4 separate regions of the Mus musculus genome follow, and all the other regions are linked to region 3. The links are chromatin contacts, called in public Hi-C and promoter capture Hi-C maps. All regions are on one chromosome and are shown on one strand. The core of a region is the stretch at or near the end of the contact, and the rest is flanking DNA. Distances in the headings are between cores, read along the strand shown. Region 1 overlaps Pappa (pregnancy-associated plasma protein A). Region 2 overlaps Pappa (pregnancy-associated plasma protein A). Region 3 holds the start of Pappa (pregnancy-associated plasma protein A). Region 4 overlaps Pappa (pregnancy-associated plasma protein A).

What was found. Promoter capture Hi-C pulls out the DNA fragments that hold promoters and counts their contacts. Hi-C and Micro-C count contacts between places; a contact is called where the count stands out from the background.
Region 1: a Hi-C map of olfactory sensory neurons shows a contact between it and region 3, with 4 times the contacts expected there. The contact joins the enhancer-like site here to the promoter of Pappa in region 3. A contact is called at or near these places in 8 of 39 promoter capture datasets (the 3T3-L1 cell line, 3T3-L1-derived adipocytes, cranial neural crest and 4 more), 3 of 484 Hi-C or Micro-C datasets (MC3T3-E1-derived osteoblasts, immediate neuronal precursor and olfactory sensory neurons), 1 of 115 datasets of contacts at active chromatin or transcription factors (fibro-adipogenic progenitors) and 2 of 9 other capture datasets (adipose tissue and embryonic stem cells).
Region 2: a promoter capture Hi-C map of liver shows a contact between it and region 3, with 2.0 times the contacts expected there. The contact joins the enhancer-like site here to the promoter of Pappa in region 3. A contact is called at or near these places in 3 of 39 promoter capture datasets (3T3-L1-derived adipocytes, cranial neural crest and liver), 4 of 484 Hi-C or Micro-C datasets (brown adipocytes, differentiating embryonic stem cells, embryonic stem cells and 1 more) and 6 of 115 datasets of contacts at active chromatin or transcription factors (cardiomyocytes, embryonic forebrain, embryonic limb bud and 2 more).
Region 4: a Hi-C map of uterus shows a contact between it and region 3, with 3 times the contacts expected there. The contact joins the enhancer-like site here to the promoter of Pappa in region 3. A contact is called at or near these places in 2 of 39 promoter capture datasets (3T3-L1-derived adipocytes and embryonic stem cells), 5 of 484 Hi-C or Micro-C datasets (MC3T3-E1-derived osteoblasts, embryonic stem cells, nephron progenitors and 1 more) and 2 of 115 datasets of contacts at active chromatin or transcription factors (cardiomyocytes and embryonic forebrain).

The regions. Positions count from the first base shown.
Region 1 is chr4:65,346,405-65,349,218 of GRCm38.p6, reverse strand. All of the region lies in intron 21 of Pappa (pregnancy-associated plasma protein A), which reads right to left. Among named protein-coding and RNA genes, the nearest start is that of Pappa, 220 kb to the right of the region's middle. Within about 2 kb of position 1,523, at least 3 of the 459 cell types and tissues checked have an H3K27ac peak or open chromatin away from gene starts, as enhancers often do. A contact at or near this core is called in olfactory sensory neurons, where this site is marked.
Region 2 is chr4:65,295,636-65,298,655 of GRCm38.p6, reverse strand. Pappa (pregnancy-associated plasma protein A) reads right to left here. Exons shown (of 22, transcript NM_021362.1): 13 at 1,197-1,410. Among named protein-coding and RNA genes, the nearest start is that of Pappa, 170 kb to the right of the region's middle. Within about 2 kb of position 1,390, at least 28 of the 459 cell types and tissues checked have an H3K27ac peak or open chromatin away from gene starts, as enhancers often do. A contact at or near this core is called in liver, where this site is marked.
Region 3 is chr4:65,122,778-65,125,477 of GRCm38.p6, reverse strand. Pappa (pregnancy-associated plasma protein A) reads right to left here and starts at 1,304. Exons shown (of 22, transcript NM_021362.1): 1 at 531-1,304. The coding sequence starts at 936.
Region 4 is chr4:65,277,195-65,280,150 of GRCm38.p6, reverse strand. All of the region lies in intron 10 of Pappa (pregnancy-associated plasma protein A), which reads right to left. Among named protein-coding and RNA genes, the nearest start is that of Pappa, 150 kb to the right of the region's middle. Within about 2 kb of position 1,385, at least 32 of the 459 cell types and tissues checked have an H3K27ac peak or open chromatin away from gene starts, as enhancers often do. A contact at or near this core is called in uterus, where this site is marked.

The sequences.
Region 1 (2,814 bases), core at 274-2,773, 220 kb before region 3:
CTTAAGGCCTGATGTCATCTGAGGACTACATAATTCTCAGACCTCACCTGCCCCTTTTCTCCCACCTGCCCTGTGGTGTATTCACTTACAGAGTTTTTAAACAATCCAAATATTTTCCCATATTTAAGTCTTTAGCTTTTCAGTTTTCTCTGTCCTAACTGTCCTTCCACATGTCTTATCTCAAGTCTCATACCCCTATTCTTTGGTCTTAGGATATCAGAGCATATTATTTTTACACTCCTTCCACACAGAATTGCTTCTCACTTGTGCGTCTGCTCAGTCTGGAAAGAGGAGGGGCTAGTGCTGAAATTAATCTTAGCCAAGTGATGGCCTTTAGTAGAATCATCAGTAGATGCGCTCATGGATGCACAAGCAGATAACTAGCACACATCATGGACTTTCCTGATTTGTAGAGTAAGCATTGATGACCTATCATCCACTATGGCTGAAAATATTTCTCAGTAGGAAAAAACTGGAAAGCAAACCTTATCCAGAAAAAAAAAAAAAAAAAGGTAATGAATGTAGCTCATGTGTGTGTGTGTGTGTGTATGTGTGTGTGTGTGTGTGTGTGTGTGTGTGTGTGTTTCATTAAGTCTAGGGTCTTATACAGGCTAGGCAAGATTTCTCCCACTGGGTTACCCATACCTTTTGCCTAGAAACCAGAAACAAAGAATTTTACGAACAAACTCTGTCTTGCTTGGTTTTTTTTTTTTCCTACCCTCTTTAGTTTCATTAACTTCTCCAAAGTCATTGGCAGGCAGAGCTCTGGAAACAGATAATTCTCACTATAGTCTGCTTATAAATCTTCTAATCTCCATCCTAGCAAGGCCAACCTTGGAAGTTTTAACATTTCTTAAACAGGTACATCTGAACGTAAACATTAGGGAATGTAATTAGAACATGATAAATGTAGAGAAGGCTTGGGTTCTAAAGGGAATCCAACACCTTTTTGTGTCTATAGTGCTCTTTAAATGTAGGTATATTAATGAGATCATGGTAGAAGCTTTGAATTCAGTTATAGGCTCCAGCTGAGAGATGATAGCTTCATAAAGTTTCCACAATGTTCTGGTGAGAGTCAATGAAATCAGCTCCTCTCCAAACCAGCTCTTAGACCTTTGTTCCTTATGATGAACCTAGCCCTGAGCTACTCTCAACATGCATTATCTCATTCTTTGCTTCCCAGCAACCCTAATAAGGTAGCTATTCTTACTATCCCTGTCTTATACCTTAGAGGAAACTAAGATGCAAAGAAGTGAGTCACTAGCTGGCAGGTGGCCAGGAACATGCATCTGTGTTTATCATCATTTCTCAGTACCATGTCCATGTCCCCCAAAAAGCAAGAACAGGAGTCAAAACTCATCTCAATGAAAAAGATCCCTAGGACTAAGGACAAGAATCACAGTTCAATATAGTAAGAACTACAAGCCTGATTTCCAGTTTCTGAAACCCTATCTAGAGTCCATTCTTTGCTGCCTCTCTTGAAAACCTGCCACACACCATGGTGACCAGATAATATTTGAAGATGCCCAATAACCATGTAGCTATGTTGTCTCATGCCAGGCTCCATTAACAAGACTTGAATCAATGAGTCAAGGGAGGATTCTCTCTCTTTTCTTCTTGGCTAGAGGATGGTGCTCAGACCTGGGTTTTCTCCATCTGGGTCAGGTGCCCATTCATCCATGGGTGTGAATGGCTTAGACATGCAGCTTGGGCAAATGTACCACAAATCTCTGGCTGTGGCTCTTGTCTCAATCTGGGAGACAGTCAAGGGCTAGATTCTGACTCATACTCAACAGGGAGGTAGTGGGCAAAATATGATGTGTGTGTGTGTGTGTGTGTGTGTGTGTGTGTGTGTGTGTGTGTGTTAAGGAAACAAGAGGTATCCTTTGTTAACAGTCTGAGAGGTATCTTTCATTGACAGACTGAAAGATTTAATTCTGCTGCCCCATAGCAAGGTACTTACACTGTGGTACCTTGTGTTAGTCACTGTATTTCCCTCAATCTCAAGGACTGTACAGTGTACATATAAATAGTTAACAAGCCAAGTAGATAAAGACATGACACATACAAACAATATAGTTCTTGGGGGTGAGATGGGTACAGTGCCTGATACAACACAATGAATGGATAGAGTAGAGTGCTCAAGTGTGGGTAAATTATTCATGCTTGATAAAATGTCCATAGGTATAAGGAGGAAAGGTACTGGTAGAGATGGAAGGAGAACTTAGATTGGAGCTTTTGCCCTGTAATAGACTTAAGGTATGCTCTCAAACAAACCACTTCCTTTTCTGAGCTCCAGTTTCTCTTTCAATAAAAATGGAGGCAATAATAATCATATCAAGGGAATTTCTTCCCCTAAAGTATGAAATCCAGGAAATCAGCACAATGGATGCCACAAAATATGTGTTTATTAAATGATAGTGATAATGATCATAATGTTCCTGGGCATGGTGATGGTGATATTGGTTGTGTCAACAGTGGCATTGATAGTGACATGATGAAGATGACGGAGGTGATGGATGATATTGATAGCAGTGACAGCGAAAGTAACTTTTTGAGAGACCATAATTAGATTCCCTCACAGGAACAAATTATAAGTCCTTTCTGTGTCTGATCCACATGAACATGTCATGGCCAACCTTGAATGGGAGGGGGAGAGAAACACCTTTGGTATCTGTGATCATCAGCCACCTAATGGTTGGGATGCTCTGATTGGCTAGCTGCTTGTTTTCGTCTACTAACCCATTCAGTTTGGCATACCAGCCTTCTAAGGAATATTCTTGGCTCCTCTAAGCTGGTGCAATGCTTTGTAAT
Region 2 (3,020 bases), core at 141-2,640, 170 kb before region 3:
TCTATGGGAGCAGGGGCGTGGGAAAGGCTAGTGTCCCCCTCCCATCACCAGTTCTCTTCCCTTTCTCTGCCCCCAGGTGTACGGGGCAGGGCAGAATGGCTACATAGAGGGCTTCACTCTGCAGAGGCCACCAACACACCAACTCTCCCTCTGGTTCTTATTAAACAAACATGAGAGACACTAATCAACACTGGATCACTTCCCTTTATAGGGCCCCAGAACCCTAGATGGTGACACTAAGTTTGAATATGTTCTTTGCCCTAGATCATCTCTGAGGTTTCTCCACTTCTGCCTTTTAAGAGAAATAGACAGATTTCTTCACACAGAGGCATCACCATTGTGGGTGGAAGTTGACTGTTGATAAGAGTCCTCACAGATACATTAACTTTGCACAGTAAGTATCCTGCAAGGTCATTTTCACCTACAGTGTAGAGCTTGAGCCTCACAATTACACCTATGGGTAGATGTCATCATCTACATCTTCCTAAATAGGAAACTGAGACTCTAAAAAGTGAAGTGACTCATGCAAGGACATGCATCTGAGAATCAATAATGTGGAGATTCAACCCCAAGATTAGCATATTCCCCAAACTCATTCTTTCAAATAAGTACTGTCCTTTGACAGCAAGAGCTGAACAGCATTAACAGATACTAGATCAAAGGCACTAATTGATGTGATGAAGTAAAAACACAAACTCCTCCACTGCTGGGGAAATACCAGGCGCTAGGCCTGCAGAAGATAAGGGAGTTTCACTCATTAAAATACACAGTGAACTGGAATGAAGCTACTGGCAGTCACATCATCTGTAACTGAAGAGGATCATGTCACCTACTATGTCTACACCATCAAAATAGAATACTAAGAACCAAGAGTTAATATATCTGCCCTGTCATTTTTCAGATGGTCATGATGCAGCCGAGTGCAGAAAATTGCTATGTCTAGTTCACTTTGTATCCTACCATCAACTCAGTAGCTGCAGGACAGGTGGAAAGAGGGTTCCTTTATACTTTCTAGTAGTTCACTCCAACATTCAAAGATTTTTGGTCCTCTCGATCTTTAAGGACAAGCTGACCAGAAGTCAGAGAACGGAGACTGGAGAAACAGGTAGAATGTAAGAGCAGCAGCAGCGCCTGTTCAGACTCTCTGTCTCCACTTAGTACAAATGATCCAGGGTGAGGAGGCCCTGGTTGCTTACCTCTGCTCAGCAGGGCTGTAGGTCTCTCCTCTCTGGCAGCTGCTCAGGGTGACGGGGTCAAAGTTGTCGAAAGAGCGGAGGGCCACCCCCGAGATGGCGACCAGGGGCGAACTGAAGCTCACATGTACCGCCTGGCTGTGGTAGAAGGGCTGGCTGAGGTCATGGACCACAGGGATAATCAGGGGATTGTTTCTGCAGCTCAAGACATGGAGGCCTGTCAGAGGAGACAGAGGGCCGAGGGGCCAGGCTCATTACTCAAGGCCAGTCACGCCCTCCCCAACGGGCTCTTCCCGAAGCCCCAAGACCCTTTCATGTCACTCCACAAAAGCACCATTGGGCGGCCAGTGAGGATTTTGAGTTTGATTGAAAGTTTCTTTGTCTGCCTTTTTTCCGTGCTTCCAAATCTTTCCAATCCCCCTGCCTCCCTGGCCCCTAAGCTTTCCTTCACCTAATGCTCACAGTCTCTCCCTCCCCCAAATGGCCACCCTCATCTATGGCTCTCCCTCCCTCCCTCCCACGTTGCTACAGGGACTTGAAGGTTTGAGCCTTCGGTGTTCATGCTGCTTGCCTGGGCTCTCATAAAGATGGGAGAAATAATTTGTAAGAGCAAGCCTTTCCCAGAGTCAAAAGCTCACTGTTACGGCTAATCAGTAGACCTGTGAGCAACCCTGGGTGGGAAGGACCTCTGCCCAATCTTCAAGGATGGAAACTGGGGTCCATGAACAAGCACAGCATGGTTGCAGCACAAAAGACATGTAGAACCCAAATTTGTCTGAGATGAGAGTCCTTTCATGTTTTATTGTTCTTTTCTCGGGTTTAGGAAAGGACGGATGGTAGCAGAGAAAACGACACATGGATTCCACAGAGTAAGGAGTAGATTTGGCAGGTGGGATGGAGTCGGGCCAAAAACAGGCTTCAGTGTTTAGCTGCATGCTGGTGATGGAATTCTAGCAAGTTCCTAAACCTTCATCTCTACATTGTAAAAGTAATGTGGTTTTGAACATGTGCTGACAGATGGGAGAGCTCTCCTTATGGGTGGAGGAAGTCCTGGGCCCATCAGGTGTCCTTTATCTGCTTTACACTCTCAGTGACACTAAGCCTCTGCTCAGTAGTCTGGACAAAGAACAGGACGATCCGATGGGGAGAGACAGGGAGCCGGAGAAGCCTTAGATAACAACAATGGGATCCAAGGAGCTTTTGGGCAGCCTGACATTTCCACTGTCTGCTCCTCACCCTTTGCAGTGCCAGAATAACTATGAAAATATTTGCTTGTAAGTTCAGGAAACTTCCCAGGAATCTAGAGAAGTCCTAAGAGATTTTTCTTTCTCTTTCTTCAAGATATGTTTTCCCTTTGCCTTTAAAGCTACCAAATAAACAAACATGTAAACACAACAATAAAGTTCTTGCTTCTTTGGCTTATATTTGACCCTGAACTGACCCTTTGTCTGCTTGCTTCTGCAGTTTTGAAATGGGTTCTTCTACACAATGATGTGCAAACAGCTTTGAAGTGCCAGCTCCAGGACACACCCGGAATTCCAAACACTTGCAGAGAATAGGGTGTGGTTAGTGCCAAGTTTTATACTAGAAATGGTCACAGAAGTGACAGGTAATGTCCCACCTAACCATATGGTACACCTTTCAATCCAAGAGTACCTACCAGCCTTTGAGCAGGTATCAATATCAATAAAATTGTTCATATTTACAAAGTGAGTTATCAATGAATATGGGGTTCAAACTTTGAGTCTTAATTTTAGAATCATTCCTCTACTGATATCAAGACAAGAATGAATGTGTTCAGGTGGTGCATTATTGGGAGCAAAATGG
Region 3 (2,700 bases), core at 55-2,554:
GAGGCAAGCTTCGGGCAGAGAGCAACTTTGGGGTAGTTATAGGACTTCTAAGTCTGGCAATCAAAACTACCTGCCCCATGCCTACTTTGAGGGTAGCCAGGCTACTGGAGAATTGCGTCTATGGAAAAGTAAAGAGAAATGAACCGTTTCCTACACTTCTTTCACACGCAACCCATCTGGGTCCTGTACCCTTTTCTCCCATACCCGGACAGAGTCTCTCTGTACATCCCCAGCACCACTTAAGTATTCTGGGTTCCCGGGGGATCAGCTATATCCCTAGCTCCTGGTCTTGGACCGGCGAGGAGCTCCCGAGTGCAGCTCCCCAGAGGCCGGGCAGCATCCTTTCTCAGCGCGCCCATTCCGCAGATGGGTTAAAGAGAGTCTCTCTTCCTTACTCCCTGTGCTGCTCCCGGGACGGCTCCCGCAGACCCACCCGCCACCTGCACCCCAGACATCCGCAAGAACCCAGGAGGGGCCTGCAGAGACCCGCAGGGTGGTCCGCCAGACAGGGGGGACCCCTTTCTCCTTACCTGTGATCACTGCTGGAGACTTCTGGCCACCCTCGGCTCGCAGCCACACTTGCAGTGTAAAGGCGTCGCGGGGTAGCTCCAGGTCGGCCCGGAGGCGCAGCTGCTCCCCTCGCCCGCTGAAATAGAGCGCCCGGCTAGGCGGGCTCGGCTCCTCGGCGCCCCTCGCCGCCCGCTGCTGCCGCCGCCGGGGGACGCGCACGGCTTCCCAGGCACCGCCCGGAGGCGGCGGCGGCGAGGCGCGGCGACCGCGGGCCGCCCGGGTGGCGCAGGTGGCCGGTCCAGCGGCGGGGCGCGGGGGGCGCACGGCCCGAGGGTCTCTTCGGACCCGGCGGGGGCGCTCGGCCAGCCCGCAGCCCAGCGCGGCGCTCAGCAGCCCCAGGCGCAGCACCCAACTCCAGAGCCGCATGTCCGACGGTCCCCCCCGCCCCCCCTGCGCCCCTGCACCGCCGCCCGGAGCTGCCAGCTTTAGCTCGCACTACTATTTGCCTCCTTTCTCGTGCGAGCCCCCCTTCCACTTGCTTTTTTCTTTTCTTTCTCGCTTTCCTCCTCAAGGTGTGTGCTCCACTCCCCCCACCTTTCAAAAATACAGTCCAACTCCTCCTGGTTGGCAATTAATTTCTCTCCCCGCTCCTTTATCTGCCTTATCCCCCCTTCTAACAGCTGGATGCCTTCCTCCTTGTTTTATTTCATTTTATTTTATATATTTCTAGCTCTTAAAAAAAATCTCCTCTAACACACTGGTCGGCTGAATTCCCTCCCTCCCCCCAAGATGCTCTCATTTATTTATTTTTTGCGTCCTTTATAACACAAGCCACAGCCCCCTTCTCCCCCCCGCCCCCTCCCCTCCCTCCTTCTTCACGAAATGAAAGGAAAGAGGGGGAAAAAATCCCTTAGAAGACGAGTAAACAAGCGTGTGCTAATCTGTTCGCCAGCACTCCACCTTCCCAATTGAATGAGTCCCTGTTCAAACTGCGGGGATCATGACCAATCAATCGGTTTGGAGAGGCCGATCCACCCAGCCTTCCTCTACTTTGCCGTTTGTCTCCTTTCCTTCGGTTCAGCTTCTCCACCCCCTCTTTCTTCTTCTACTTCTTCTGTTTTTAAGAAGACAATCTTAAAGTAACAATTTAATGAAATTCTGTACACACCCCCTTACGGTCCTCCCTGCTCTTCGCATTCCGACTCAAAACACACGTTCTGGTTTGTTTTGTTTTGCTTTGCTCCCTTTACCCCCGCCCCTTATTTTTATTTTTTATTTTGCCTCGTGGCGGGAGAGAAAAATCTGTCTTTCAGGGTCTCATTTGCCCTTTGCTGTTACATGTCTCTCTTTTCACAATACACAAAGCGTTGAAACTTGATTTTCAGATTCTTTTTCATCTTCTCTGCCTCCCTCCCTCTTTCTTTCATTCTCCCACTTTTCTTCTTGTTCTCTGTCCCCCTCCCTTCACCTCCCTCTCCCATTTTTCTCCTCCTTGCTCTCTCTGTCTCTTTTGCCTTTCTCCTTCTCCTCTCACCACATTTTCTTAAAGTTATACTGTAGTAAGTTGGTTCTCTCTTCCCTGAGACCCCAATGCTAACCTTCGCGCTTCAGCATACCAAAGTCAATTCCCAAATCCGTATAGATTGAACAGAGCATCAGAGAACTGTTTGCAGGGCATCTCCCTTGGAGATACAGTGGACCAGTGCTATGTCCCCCATCATTGCCCCTGAACAATCCTACATCATTCAGTTGACTGTTAGATATACTTTTTGTTGAATATAAATGGTAGGAAAATATGAATTTACCCAATTTCAGCTTAAAAACAATCCAAGTTCTCCTAATGTTGGCCAAGCACAGGTAAGCAGGTAACAGTCTGCTGCCCCTGTGGCTCTACGTTTTGAACTGAAATATATATATATATATATTCATTCCTTTCCCCCTCTTTATGGAACTCAAAAGCTCCCCCTTATGGCAAAACAGCTCTCTTTCCCTCGAGTGTTTAATAAGTCAAAATGGGTTAGCCATGGTGGTTTAAATTTATTAGTTCTTTGCTAGCCTGTCCAAATAGTATCTCTATAAAAAGATGTCATTCCAGGTAGAATTTATGGTGGAAAACTGAGGTGAAGTTGACGCTACTAATTATTGACTTGCTCTCCCGTGGTGTTCCTATCCTACGGGCTGTTCCAGATC
Region 4 (2,956 bases), core at 136-2,635, 150 kb before region 3:
GCCTGCCTTAAAGAGATAGAGAGCAGGAGGAGGGGGAAGTTGCCTTTCTTTCAGTCTGATGATTTACTGTCTGGTGTGGGCAGACAGTCAACCAAAGAAGCTGGACAGGGAGAGGCTACCTGCACTGTTCTAAAGTTCTGGAACTAACAGCAGATCTAGAGGCCTCTGCCTAGGAGACAATTCTCAATGAGAACTTGGCTTTGGAAGTTCTCCAGCCTTGGGTCTCTGTTTGGGACTGATTAGCACCTCATTGTCCCCAGGGAAATGTTATGCATTTCACACTCCTGAGAGATCCAATGCCAGCAAGGCCTACTTCTCCACAAGAAGTGAACTGTTTGTGATGTGTGGTGCAAGCCCCTGATCGATCAAATGGCCACAAGGAAAAGGTGGGCTTTCCCAAAGAATTTCTTTAAGATAACTTTCTCTGCTCCTTGCTAACAAGGTTTACTGGTGGGTTAACTAAATCTCATAGATGAGCTATATCTCTGAACCATTATTATGGTTACATTGGGCCGTATCTGTTCATTCACTCACTCCTTTCTTATATATAAGCTTCAGATTTCTGATGGACAGAAATGGGCATCTCACTCTTCTAAGGCAAACGCTGCTATTGGAATCTAAGACCGCATGGGAACACACCAGAGCTTCTTTCATAACATTTACTGGCCAGCTTCTGTGTGTCAAGTTTAGTGTTCATGTTCCTGGGGACTCTGCCAACAACATATCTTCTTTGGTGCCTTGGGACTCGGAAGTGGGGGGAAAAAAAAGCATGCCAGGACCATGCCTGTCAGGAGCAGGTGGTAAAAGTCTGGATATGATTTCTGTTAGACTAAGACAATTTTCTATTCCAGGTCCATTCTACAGGGGAGGAAATCAAGTTTCACACAGTGTAAATGATGCTGATCAAAAAAGCTGGTGACAATAACGGAATGACAAGGTTATCACATCACTCTTCTCTCTTCCATTCTTCCCTTGAGCAGGGTAGATTTGTGGTCTGGTTTTCCAGCTAGGGAGAGTAAGCAATCACAACGGCAATGACAGCAATAATCAACACAATTCCAGTTCACAACTAAAGGCACATGAAATGTTAGTTCTCATGGATCCATATCACAGGGTGGATGTGCACGTCCCACTCTACAAAAGAAGAACCAGGCAATAGCCTAAAACTATTTTGGACATCGGCTTTTAGAACGCTAGGTAGGGGCTCAGGATTCTCCAGCTAGTAAATCCTCTAACAAGGGAGAGTGATTAGTGTCGGATGTGGTGGTGGGCTTTTGTGCAGCTGACAACTGCAGCCATGAAAAGCCAGTCCAGGCTCATTTCACAGAGGCCCTCACAGGCTGCCCCTGGCTCCTAATTATGCCATTCACCAGTCACCCAGGCCTGCCTCTGAACTCCTGACCCAGTACTGAAAGACTCAGGATCTCATTACTAATCTCTTAAACCACCTAGTTCTCCAAAATACATCCATTTAAGCTAGAGGCCAAGGCTTCCGCAGGGTGGGAGGTGGGGAGAGGGAAAGCCCAGCTCTGGAGCGTCTTGTGGCATGACCGTGATCTCTTACTGGAGCCCCTGTCCCAGTTCATAAAGCAGCTGGTATGGCTGGGTGACTCAGTACAAGGCAGGCCTTGCGAAGGGTAAGTGACTGGGCTATACTAGTGCATTTGGGCCCACCTGTTTCTAATTTCAGGGGTGCAGATGGGGGACAAGGCCTGTGTTTTCTTTAATTATTATTGTTGTTGTTGAAAAGGAAGGGAAAAAAAAGAGCAGAAACTGCTAACATCTGGAGACTGCTCTTCAGTTCATGTGCTCTCCCACAGTAGAGCACAGGATCTCCAGCAAGATGATTGGTAGGTGAGTCCAAGGCTCATGTGCCACTTTCAGGAGTAAGATGCCGGAAGAATAAGGACAGTAAGGTGAGGGACTCCCCTGTGTTCCTAGGAGAGAGGGGGAATGCTATGGGTCTCCAGATATCCCAGGTTTCTTTGGAAGAATCAGTTTTCCCTCTCTTGTGCTGAAAATAAAACCTTTCTCCTATATTTATTCTGTTTCATTAATTTACTTATTCAGCTAACACTTCCTTAGCTCTTATTACGCACTAATATCTTTATTCCCATGGTATATGTGAAAAAATAAACCCCAAAGGAAAATAACAATAGAGAATCCCCACACCTCTTTCTAATAAGTGACTCCTAAACCCATGGAAAGATTATAGTAAAGAATTAAGTGAGTTGGAATGTACAGAATAACAGGTTGGTTCTGGGTTCAAGGTTCATGTAGACTGAGGGATGGGGAGGGACAAGTAAGGGACTGAAACGAACTATGCCTGAAGCCAGATCTGAAGTGTAAATTTTCTGTGTCAAGTAGACTCTAGAGATAAAAAAGGTTTGAGAAGGAAAAAAAAACTGAGCCACAGATGAGCCATGACAAAACCAGTTTTCCAGATGTTGTCAGTTGCATAAGCATGAAGGAGAAAGGTCAAGAGGCTGTGCCTTATTCCGCATACAGCTCCCAACATAATATTTTTGAAAAAAGTTAATATTTCTGATCTGTCTTCTTTTATGTTCATATAAAAAGCAAATTTCAGAAATTCTACGTGATGATACATGACTGGTATATATTGCATAAATAGATAAAACATCAGTATATACTGATTGTATCAGAGCACATGGTCTCTGTTTACTTTAACCAGAATAGACACTAGACATTAGAAAGGAAAAATAGATGCTATGGCTAGCAGTAGGTGGACATCCCGAGACATCACCTGTTCCAGATAAGAATCCAGCATTATAGTGGATTTCCTTTCAGAGCCTTAAGATGTTGCTAGTTCCAGAAAAAGAAGGTATTGAGAAAATTCTATTTTCAGACCATAGCACAGGAAGCCATTTTTCTGGAACAAGATTAAGGAGTATCTTCTGATCACATTCTGGTACTAGAAAACTGCTGTTTAAGGTTT